4 separate regions of the Sus scrofa genome follow, and regions 1, 2 and 4 are each linked to region 3. Evidence: chromatin contacts called from public HiChIP or PLAC-seq data. All regions are on one chromosome and are shown on one strand. The core of a region is the stretch at or near the end of the contact, and the rest is flanking DNA. Distances in the headings are between cores, read along the strand shown. Region 1 has its middle 74 kb from the start of CDK13. Region 2 has its middle 48 kb from the start of CDK13. Region 3 holds the start of YAE1D1 (yae1 domain-containing protein 1). Region 4 holds the start of CDK13 (cyclin-dependent kinase 13).

Region 1 (2,700 bases), core at 117-2,616, 160 kb after region 3:
AGGGGGTTAAGGATCGGCGTTGGCGTGAGCTGCGGTGTAGGTCTCAGATGCAGCTCGGATCCGGTGTAGCTGTGGCTGTGGTGTAGGCTGGCGTCTACAGCTCCCATTAGACCCCTAGCCTGGGAACCTCCATATGCCATGGGATCGGCCCTAGAAAAGGCGAAAAAGACAAAAACAAAAAAAAAAAAAGAAAAAAGAAAGAAAGAAAAAGCAAGCAAGCAAAGCAAGGCAAAGCAGAGCTCTCGAGGAACTCAGGGCTTTTCTCTGTGTGGGAAGGTGCGAAGGTCTGGGCTCCCTGCACCCATCCCTGAGCGGCTCCTGGGCCGTCTGGGCCGGTGTCCTGTGCTTGCCCAGCCCCAGTTTCCTCGGGGCTCCCTGTGGGGAGAGGTTGCCGGCTGCTGGCTGCTGGCTGGCAGGTGTCCTTGGTGTCCTTCCTGAGTTCCCCCGGGGTCGCGGGCTCACCTGGAGGTGGCTGCACTCGCAGAGGACTGGGACAGCTTTTGTTTTGTGGGCTTGAGGGCAGCCCAGGCGGCAGCAATTCAGACAGCTCTGAAATGCCCCCGCAAGGAGGAAAGGGGACACAGCAAGATGCGAGTGACGAAGGGGAGGGGGAGGCGCCTGCCTTTTACAGAGTTTGCTGCTGGTGTCGGGAGGGTGGCGACGAGTCATGGGAAGCAGACGAGGCCATTTAGCGCTTTTCTAGATTTGAGGCGATGCAAGAGTTGGGCACCTAAAATCTTCTAAAAATAGCTAACTAGGAGTTCCCATTGTGGCGCAGCAGAAGCAAATCTGACTAGGAATGATGAGGTTGCGGGTTTGATCCCTGGCCTCGCTCAGTGGGTTAAGGATCTGGCGTTGCCATGAGCTGTGGTGTAGGTCGAAGATGGGGCTCGGATCTGAAGTTGCTACAGCTGTGGCGTAGGCCAGCAGCTACAGCTCCAATTCGACCCCTAGACCCCTAGCCTGGGAACTTCCATATGAGCCAGGTGTGGCCCTAAAAAGCAAAAAAAAAAAAAAAAAAAAAAAAAATCTGACTCTCTGAAGGCCTGTTCTGCCAGTTTTCCCAGAGCCCAGAGTGTCTCACTCCTGGTCTCCACCCTGAGCTCCACGCGGGGTGCTGAGGCTCAGCAGCTGCCGTGGCTCCTGGTTTAATCCATGTGGAGGCAGATGGGAGGTGCTAATCTCCAATTCACACACGAGACCCTTGCTCTGCTCCTCCGAGGAGTTCCCCAGTGTCTCAGGGGGGCAAGGATCCAGCATTGTCACTGCTGTGGCCCAAGAATTTCCACAAGCTGCAGGCCCGACCAAAACCGAAACCAAAACCAAACTGCCCCTCCACCCTCTAGTCAAGCCCAGCGCCCACGTGGCTCAGAGATGGGGTGACACACCTCTCAGTTCCCCTGTCAGCCTGGTGCTGAAAACAACCCGGACTTTGCGGGGCTCCTGGACACTCAAGCTTTTCTGTGTCCCCCATTTCTTGCTTTTAGGGAATAAGCTTCCGCCTCCAGGGCCCTCCCTGCTCCAAAGGCCAGGTTCAAATAATTGCTCATTAGAGAGAAGGGAGCGGATGCAGAGACCAGGGAGGAAGCCTCCAAAACAACAGTGCAGCCGTGGGGCAGCGTCCTGGTTCCTCCTCAAAAATACGCATAACAAGATCTGCAAGTTCTTCTGCAGAACTAAAACCCCCACCAAATGAAAGCACAGGGGAGGACCCCCAGAACCAGCCCTGGGGCCACCAGAGCCCAGCTTGGAAGCGCGAAAGCTGACATCCAGCCAGTCCTCAGCTGTGGCCCTACTTTTCCTTCCAAACTATAAGACCACCTCCTACTCTCTCCCAAAGCAGGCACTGCCTTTAGGGCGCTCGTCTGCTGTGTCCCCCTTTGCCTGGCCAAGCAATACAGCTATTTTTCTCTGCACTTCTATTCAGCACCAGTGGACAGAGGCCAAGGTCAGCATCAGCGCCCTTACTGACGTCCCCCTTCACTCCGCCAAGTGCGCCAGTGTGGGTGGTAAGCTACAGGGTCTCCTCGAGAACCGCCTGGGGTCTGTTACCTCAACATGAGCAAGACTTGCAAAGCCTAGGTCTGAGCCCAAAGGTCTAAGGACACGGCTGTTTCCAAAAGGCAGAGCTCGGGAGGGGTCAATAGTTCAGCCTAACCAGGAAAGATGCACGAGGCAGCGACAAAGCTTTGGTGCACCTTGCTGGCCGGGCACCCTCACTGGCACAGGTGCCCTGCGTACTAGGAATCCAGAGGCATGAACACAGATCAGAGCCTGTGGTCAGGAGGAAGCACACATTCTTTCCATCCAATGAACACTCAGACGCTCTCCTGGGCCAGGAACAGACAGAGACACTGGGAATCCACACAGGTCTCAGGAGTCCGTCGACCTATAACACGGGGGGGGGGGGGGTGCGATGCTGTGACCTGAGCACGAGGGGGTCCCGGGAACCCCGAGCAAGAAGCGGCTCACCCCTCCTGGAAAGGGGCTGGGGTGGGTAGGGAAAGCTGTCACCAAGGAGCTGTCTGGGCTGGGCTCTGCAGGCCGGACGAGGTGTCAGCTTCTCTCCCTGTGGGGCAGGGAATTCTCAGCTTTCAGGAGCCAAACAGGCAGGACGAGAAGGGTGGGTGAGCCAGCTGTAGGGACCAGGGAGGCAACGGGGATGGAGTGGTCCCCGGGGTGGGGCTGGTGCTCCTCCCA
Region 2 (2,700 bases), core at 48-2,547, 180 kb after region 3:
GATCAAGCAGTTGCTCCTCAGAGCTAAGAGGAGCAGAAAAGGGACAGCCAAGAAACAAAAGGGCAGCCTTGGGGCAGGTCCCAGTTCCTCCTCTAGGGATGCACAGAAGAGTAGCGGAGGTAAAACCCCCAGCAAATGAAAGGCGCTGACTACCTGACAAAGCCTTCTTCACTCCAGGACCACCCCAACCAGTCCCAGGGCCACTCAACACCAACTTAGAAGAAGAATGAGAAAGAAAGAAAAAAGAAAAACACTGTAACAATAAATATCCCTGTGTAATTTACAACAAATGCAATAATAAAGTCTTAAAGGAAATTTTTAAAGGAAGAATGAAATTTGCTCTACCCTGATCCTTATCCGTGGCCCTGGTTCCCACTCCCAAACGGTAAGACCATCTCCTATTCTCTCCCGAAGGAGGGCACAGTCTTTAGGGCATTAGTCCGCCGTGACCTCCTTCGCCTGCCAAAGCGATCAAAGCTGCTCATTCCTCCGCCTGCGTTTCTATTAGGCGCCGATGGACAGAGGCTGAGTTTTGGCAACAACAGAGCTGAGAGCAGGGGAACAAGACTGACTGAAGATCTTCTGTGACAGCAAAATGTACAAGTGCACAATCAGAAGACACGTGAACAGGGACAAATCATCACCCCACAGGGCGAGCCCTCCAGCTTCCAGGAGAGATGAAAACTGTCATTTGAAAAGGCAGAAGGGAATTCCCGTCCTGGCCCAGCCAGGAGCTGGGGTGTAGTGGCAGACTCGTTTCGGATCTGGCATTGCTGTGGCTCTGGTGTAGGCCGGCGGCTACAACTCCGATTAGATCCCTAGCCTGGGAACCTCCATATGCCGCAGGTGTGGCCCTAGAAAGCAAAAAAAAAAAAAAAAAAAAAAATATTATTAGAAGAAAGAAAAGGCAGAAAAATGACAAGCTTCTCCGGATTTGTTTTTTTTTATAAGACACTGAGAGGAAAAATAGCACATAAGTTTCTTTGTTTTAAGATCACAATTCCAGAAGACCTGTGGCTTGGAACAAAGAAACCCTTGGGTTTAAGTTTATTTCCTTAGTAAAATGATTTCAAAGACATCATTTTTTTTTTAGTACACCGTATGTTTTTCGAAAGAGGGAAGAATAGGTGTTGGGCTGCATCTGCACAGCTCGAAGAGCAAAGAAAGACCGCGGAGTCCACGACAGACCCCTTTAGGGATTAATGGACGGGGAGCTTACCCGTCGGAGGCCCGGCCGGCGCTGCACCGCCCGCGGCGGAAGATGGGCGGGACCTTGCTGGGGGGCGGGCGAGGGCCAGGTCTGCGCGGCATTGAAGTCGGATTGGCTCCTCAGCTGCCAGGGAAACCGGCAGAGGGGCCCGCCCCTTACCCCCCCGCCCCCTTCGGATTGCAATGAGCTCTAGCTGGGGCCTGGGGCTGGGAGTAGGACCGCCAGGGCTGTGGGTGGGGGGTAGGGAAGCAGGCCCGGCCGAGTGGGTGACGCACAGAGAGCAAGAGAACAGCCGTCCTGAGTGCCATCTCCTGCTGCTGCGGGGAGCTGTTGTGAGAATTAATTACGTTCGAAAACAAAACAGAAGTGGCAGCTGGACCAGAGCATCTCTGTGCTGTGAATGAAAGAAGAGAGATTAAAATATTTGCTGCGTGAAAAGGAACACTTCGGTTGGAGGGTACCTGTGCTCTGGTCCTGAGAGAGGTTTTCTTTGGCCGAGCTCAGTAGACGGTTACTGCTTTGGTGCCGAAGTGAAGGTTGGACACCCATCAAGGGGAGACTGTACTGGGCATTTGTTGCTGTTGCTGCTGTTTTCATCTAGCTCTACTCTGTAGTAACAGTACCCCGATTTTGCTCTAGGGAACCACTCCTCCCACACGATGAGCCCACAAGCTCCAGGGGACCCTGAATCCACCCCGGCTCTTGGGGAGAAGTAGGTGATCCAGGCGAAGCTGACAGCGGTCATTGGTTCGAGGAAGAACACGTGAACCACGTCAGACCAATCAGGACATAAGGATTCTATTGCGAGAAATTGAGTTCACCCGGAGAGGCTTGGACCTATTCTTTCTCATTGGATGTGAATAAGAACAGAGCTACTGGAGTTCCTGCCCTGACTCGGCTTAATGAACCTGACTAGGATCCATGAGGATGTGGGTTCCATCTCTGGCCTCATTCAGTGGGTTAAGGATCCAGGGTTGCTATGGTACAGGTCACAGATGCAGCTTGGATCCTACACGGCTGTGCTGTGGTGTAGGCTGGCAGGTGCAGCTCCTATTCGACCCCCAGCCAAGGACCTTCCATATGCCAGGTGTGGCCCTAAAAAGATTTTAAAAATAGAGAGAGAGCTACTGCTATAATACATTCCTGGGACGAGACAGGGTGGGGGAAGGTTGCAAAATGTTCTAACCGGCTGGAGAATTCAGTGATTGCCAAGAGACTAACAGAACACAAGTCACATTCTGCGATTTATTTTCTCGTGAAAGGTGTTATTGGGACAATTAGTGAAATTTGAGTGAGATCTGTAGATTAGCTGACATTATATCAAGTTTAATATCTTGCCTTTTTTTTTTTTTTTTTAAAGCAATGCACCTACAGCATATGGAAGGTCCAGGGCTAGGGGTAGAATTGGAGCTGCAGCTTCAGGTTTATAGCACAGCCACAGCAACGCCAGAACCAAGCTGCAGCTGCTACCTATACCACAGCTCATGGCA
Region 3 (2,700 bases), core at 58-2,557:
GCCTAGTAGGGCAGCTTTCATTTGTTCCCAAGGTTTTTGGTAGGAAGTATTCTGATTTGTTTACTGAATATGTTGTTCTAATTTTTATTCCTTTTTTGATCCAAATGTTATTTAGGGAGGTGTTTCTAATGTCCAATATGATATTTAAATTACAGTTAACCTTGTTGGGGCAGTTTTTATTATTTCATACCAATTTTGTTGGATTACAAAGACTATGACCTGTAAAATCTGCTTTGTCGTTTATTACGGTATTTTTTTTATGGTAAAGTATAGACTGTTTTTATACATATTCCATGGACCTACGAGTACATCACATATATTTTTTCATATATACAAAAAATATATACAAAAGAATCTCTGTGAACACCTAAGGTTATAACCTGTATCACCCATACATAATCATGATTCTCCTTACTTTGCTTGTTCTTAATTTTTTTTCATGGCATGTATGTATTACGACCATAATTTACTTTTATAGCGCTTAGTGTTTACTCTCTGTCAAATCTAGATTAAAGTCCACCGAAGCTGGGACTTTCGTCTGTGTCCTTCACGATGTATCCCAATAGCCTACAAAGGTGCCTGGCACACGGCAGTTCCTCAGGAGTATCTGTTAGCTAAATAAATCATCATTACATGAGCCAGTAAAGGGCAAAACAGGAGTCCTGCCGGTGCCCATTCATTAACATGTTTCAACACCTGCTACAGGTCAGAACAGTGACGGCGCTGAGAACGCAGAGATGCACAGGTGCCAGTCCTCACCCAGCCAATAAGCTCCTTTTCCGGCACTTGAGAAGGAACGGGGTCGTCGGAGGATACTGTGAAGCAACGAGAAAAGGACTTCGTTTTGAAAGTGGACTCTATATGTACGGACCTCGAAATGCCGTAGCATCCAACTTTATGTTACCCTCGGCTCCACGCTCCTAACAACTAAAGCGCATCGGGCGCTCCAACCTCCGCGAAGCACCGGGCGGGGGGTGGCGGCGGAGTCTCCAACGGCCTCCCAGAAGCCGACTACCTTGCGCGGGTGCCCACTCGCGCGTCCCCACGCCCAGACCCCGGCGGAGACCGCGACGGGAGCGGACAGGCTCACTGAGAGTCGGCACTGCCCTCCGCAGGCACCGAGGTCGGACAGACCCCACGGCGGGGGAGGCCGCGTCGCCCACGAGCGAGGCAGCGGCGCGGCAAACGCCGGCGGGAGCGCAGACCGTCCCGGACGCGCGCGCAGAGCGCTGACGCCGCGAGCACGTCGTGCGCCCCCACGCGCACGCGCAACGGTCCCGCGGGCTCGGCTCGCAGCCTCCGCCCCGCCCCCGGGCCGGAAGGAGTGGCCGGCGCTTCCGGTGCCGTGCCGCGCGGGGGCTCCCTCGGTGATGTCGTGGATTCAAGCCGCAGCTCTGGTCCCAGGTCCTGGCGAGGAGGGGGACGTGTTTGACGAGGAAGCGGACGAGACGCTCCTGGTGCAGCGGGAATGGCGGAGCCACATGCAGAGACGAGTCAAAGTAAAGCTGCGTGGGGGGCGGGGGGCCCTTGCCGTGCCGGGCGTTGCGGGGAAGCGCGGTCCCGAGCGAGGAGGCCGGCGAGTCCGGGCCTGGCCCGGCGCTGCCCTCCCGACCCTTTGCCGCTCAGCGCGGTCCGCGTCCTGCCAGCATTTCCCAGGGCGGTACCTGGAAGCGTGCGCGCTCCGCGGGCGCCCGCGGGCTGCGTGGGATGCTGGGGACGGACTGAAATAAAGTCGTTCTGGGCTTGGAAGCGCTTCGGTTTGCTGGGGACGGCGAGGAAGGGGTGGGGGAGAAAAGTATACACCGTTCTAATGACGTCTGTCGAAGGACACGTGCACAGTGTACGTGGGTTGCTTGGGGGATGGGGCACCCGAAAGGTAGAAGGGGAGTTCACCGAGACAGGTGGAAAAACTGAACTGAGACTGGTGTCGAAGGGCGGTGTGGGAAGGCGAGAGTGGAATGCCGGTGGCCGGTAAGGGACTGTGATTGTGGGGTTGGGGGGGGGTTGTGACTGAATGTGAATTATCTGTCTCTAATTTGTCTTGCTATTCACCGGGACGCTGCTTAATACCACACACCCAGTTTCCGGGCGAAGCGCTGGGAGCTCAGCTCGGGATGAGTACCAAATGATGAAGTTCATTCCACCTAATATCCTTGCCAGCCATTAAATTGCCATCAAATCTGCCCTTATTTAATGTTTCAGTAAAATAATAGTTGCTTGGCAAATACTCTGAAATAGAAATGCCGTATGTGAGGCTGAGCCTAGACCAGTATGTGTTGGGCATCTTTTGAGTGCTTTGCAGGACAGAATCCCTGCCACAGAGAATTTGCAGGTTATTTGAATGTAGGGATCAAGCAAAATTTCCGAAACCAAGTCTCTCATCTTTTTGCTAAACCAGTTTCCTATTTCCCTACTTCACTTCCAAGACCTCGGTAGCCCTGTTCACTGCCCCGCCCCATCCACCCACACCCATCCAGTCGCCAAGGGACCAGACGCTTAATTCTTCATGTTTACTTTCTGTGGAGCTATTGCTAACACAGTTTTTTAAACTATATAGAATCAGTATCTGTAAATGCGCCCAGTGGGTCTAGACGTCAAGAAGGGAAAAACCAATAGTAAACTTTTATGAGAAGCATAGTCTACTCTGGTTGTGTGGGTGGCAATGCCATGTGTTACAGAAGCAGGATAACACAGTAAGGC
Region 4 (2,700 bases), core at 104-2,603, 230 kb after region 3:
GGGGTGCTCTCTTTCCCTCTGGCAGCTGTTCCAACCCCCGGGCTTGGCTGAGGGTGGACGCTGTGGTGAATACCCAGCCCAGAAGGCCATTAAAGGCATTACTCCTCAGTCTCCAGATTCTTTCTCCAGCCGTGACCTTTCGACAGGCAGGCGGTGCGGTGCCTGCGGAGATCCGGGGCCGGCACGGCGCGCTGGACGCAAGCAACAGGCACGACCCGCGTGCCATCACTGCGAGACGCTCCAGCGACAGCAGTGGGCGGCGCACGCATCCTCTCCTTTCTTTAACCCTTCTTCACACAGAGTCCCACCCTCGCCGGAAGTGGAGCGCTCTCCAGTACGTCACTTCCGGTCAGAACCCCCGTCGCTTGGCGGGAGCGAGCACGCCGGTGCGCGGCAACTTTGTTCCCGCCTCCTTTGCCCCTGACGCCACTCACCTTTGGTTTTCTCGGAGCGCGACGTGCGCGCGCGCCCCCGGCCTTGCGTCAGGGCCGAGGGGGGGAAAGGCCGAAAGAGCGAGGCGAGAAGGAGGGGTTGTGGAGGTTAGGGCCCAACCAGCGAGTCCCAGCACCCTCCCTCCTCCTGACGAGGAGCGGAGAGGGAAGGGGAGGAGCAAGCCGGGCCCGGCCGCGCACACCCGGAGCCTCCTCGTGGAGGGGGGGGGAGCGGAGAAAAGGGGCAGCACCGCCACCTCTGCCGGCGGTGGCGAAGGAAGAAAGTCAGGGCCCAAACCCACCGCTCCAGACTCAGAAACGCCCCCCCGCCCCCTTCTCCCCGGAAACAGCCCCCCGCCCAGCCCCGCACACTCGCCGCCCCAGCCGCGAGCCGCAGCCGGGTCGCCCCCGCCTCGCCCCGCCCCGCCGCCCGTCCCTGCGGGCCGCCGAGTGCGCGAGGCCCTAGGCCGGGAGTTGTTGTCAGGCCCAGGCCACTTCCGAGGCGCCCGCCGTGTGTCGCCGCCGCCACAGGAGGACGACGTCGACGCGGAGGAGGAGGGGGAGGCGGCGGAGGCGTGTTGTTGTCTCGCCCACTCCCTCCCCTGAACTCGCACCCGACGTCAGGGCGCGATGGAGTGAAGCGGCGACGAAGGTGGTACTTCCGCGTTGCGCTGCCCGAGCCGAGAGCGCGGCCGAGGCCGCTCCCCCACCCCGGGGGCACTTGGAGGACTCCGGACTCCCCCGCGGGTCGGCGCCCGGCGCCGCCGGGGTTTTTGCTGCGGAGGGTAGGACGGCGAGCACGATCGGGAGCTCCTCCGCCCGGATTCCGGCTTCCCGCGGGCCCGGAGGCCGCTGCGTACCCCACCGCGACCTGGAGCCCGGGGACCGGAGTCCCGACCCGGATTATCGTGGCGCGTCTGCCGGCCCGCCCCGGTGCTCGGTGTCCCTCCGCCGCCGTTCCCGTTTCCGGCGGGGGAGATGGCCAGGATCTGACCCGCGAGGAGGCCGCACCCGCGCCGCGCTCTGCGGCGGGCCCTAGGCGATGCCGAGCAGCTCGGACACGGCGCTGGGGGGAGGCGGGGGCTTGAGCTGGGCGGAGAAGAAGTTGGAGGAACGCCGCAAGCGGAGGCGATTCCTGTCCCCTCAGCAGCCGCCGCTGCTGTTGCCGCTCCTGCAGCCGCAGCTCCTGCAACCGCCGCCGCCCCCGCCGCCTCTGCTCTTCCTGGCTGCTCCCGGCACGGCCGCCGCCGCAGCCGCCGCCGCCGCGGCCTCCTCCTCTTGCTTCAGCCCGGGCCCCCCTCTGGAGGTCAAGCGGCTGGCGAGAGGCAAGAGGCGCGCAGGAGGGCGGCAGAAGCGGCGCCGCGGGCCCCGCGCCGGGCAGGAGGCGGAGAAGCGTCGGGTCTTCTCGCTGCCCCAGCCGCAGCAGGACGGCGGTGGCGGTGCGAGTAGCGGCGGGGGTGTGACCCCGCTGGTGGAGTACGAGGATGTGAGCTCCCAGTCCGAGCAGGGGCTGCTGCTGGGGGGGGCCAGCGCGGCAACGGCGGCGACGGCTGCCGGGGGAACCGGGGGCAGCGGCGGCAGTCCGGCCTCCTCCTCCGGCACCCAGAGGCGCGGGGAGGGGTCGGAGCGCAGGCCCCGCCGGGACCGCCGCAGCAGCAGCGGCCGCAGCAAGGAGCGCCACCGCGAGCACCGGCGGCGGGACGGGCAGCGGGGCGGCGGCGAGGCCTCCAAGTCCCGCAGCCGCCACGGCCACGGCGGCGAGGAGCGGGCCGAGGCCGGCAAGAGCGGCAGCAGCAGCAGCAGCGGCGGCCGCCGGAAAAGCGCCTCGGCCACGTCCAGCAGCAGCAGCAGCCGCAAGGACCGAGACCTGAAGGCCCATCGCAGCCGGACTAAGTCGTCCAAGGAGCCGCCCTCGGCCTACAAGGAGCCGCCCAAGGCCTACCGCGAGGACAAGACCGAGCCCAAGGCCTACCGGCGGCGGCAGCGGTCCCTGAGCCCGCTGGGAGGCCGGGACGACAGCCCGGTGTCCCACAGGGCCTCGCAGAGCCTGCGGAGCCGCAAGTCCCCCAGCCCGGCCGGAGGGGGCAGCAGCCCCTACTCTCGGCGGCTGCCCCGCTCCCCGAGCCCCTACAGCCGCCGCCGCTCCCCCAGCTACAGCCGCCACAGCTCCTACGAGCGGGGCGGCGACGTGTCCCCCAGCCCCTACAGCAGCAGCAGCTGGCGCCGCTCCCGGAGCCCCTACAGCCCCGTGATCAGGTGAGTGCGGCGT

Evidence for each region. HiChIP or PLAC-seq counts read pairs in DNA pulled down with a chosen protein or histone mark.
Region 1: an H3K27ac HiChIP or PLAC-seq map of alveolar macrophages shows a contact between it and region 3. The contact joins the enhancer-like site here to the promoter of YAE1D1 in region 3. A contact is called at or near these places in 2 of 5 promoter capture datasets (fetal liver and liver), 19 of 47 Hi-C or Micro-C datasets (brain, embryonic fibroblasts, fetal heart ventricle and 10 more) and 2 of 2 datasets of contacts at active chromatin or transcription factors (alveolar macrophages and skeletal muscle).
Region 2: an H3K27ac HiChIP or PLAC-seq map of alveolar macrophages shows a contact between it and region 3. The contact joins the enhancer-like site here to the promoter of YAE1D1 in region 3. A contact is called at or near these places in 2 of 5 promoter capture datasets (fetal liver and liver), 17 of 47 Hi-C or Micro-C datasets (adipocytes, alveolar macrophages, blood and 9 more) and 2 of 2 datasets of contacts at active chromatin or transcription factors (alveolar macrophages and skeletal muscle).
Region 4: an H3K27ac HiChIP or PLAC-seq map of alveolar macrophages shows a contact between it and region 3. The contact joins the promoter of CDK13 here to the promoter of YAE1D1 in region 3. A contact is called at or near these places in 2 of 5 promoter capture datasets (fetal liver and liver), 1 of 47 Hi-C or Micro-C datasets (liver) and 1 of 2 datasets of contacts at active chromatin or transcription factors (alveolar macrophages).

Annotation. Positions count from the first base shown.
Region 1 is chr18:54,502,622-54,505,321 of Sscrofa11.1, reverse strand. No RefSeq gene overlaps it. Among named protein-coding and RNA genes, the nearest start is that of CDK13, 74 kb to the right of the region's middle. Within about 2 kb of position 1,366, at least 38 of the 83 cell types and tissues checked have an H3K27ac peak or open chromatin away from gene starts, as enhancers often do. A contact at or near this core is called in alveolar macrophages, fetal liver, liver and 5 more, where this site is marked.
Region 2 is chr18:54,476,973-54,479,672 of Sscrofa11.1, reverse strand. No RefSeq gene overlaps it. Among named protein-coding and RNA genes, the nearest start is that of CDK13, 48 kb to the right of the region's middle. Within about 2 kb of position 1,297, at least 33 of the 83 cell types and tissues checked have an H3K27ac peak or open chromatin away from gene starts, as enhancers often do. A contact at or near this core is called in alveolar macrophages, embryonic fibroblasts, epiblast stem cells and 2 more, where this site is marked.
Region 3 is chr18:54,661,814-54,664,513 of Sscrofa11.1, reverse strand. It overlaps YAE1D1 (yae1 domain-containing protein 1), which reads left to right and starts at 1,307. Exons shown (of 4, transcript XM_003360217.5): 1 at 1,307-1,499. The coding sequence starts at 1,371.
Region 4 is chr18:54,428,713-54,431,412 of Sscrofa11.1, reverse strand. CDK13 (cyclin-dependent kinase 13) reads left to right here and starts at 1,353. Exons shown (of 15, transcript XM_021078845.1): 1 at 1,353-2,687. The coding sequence starts at 1,474.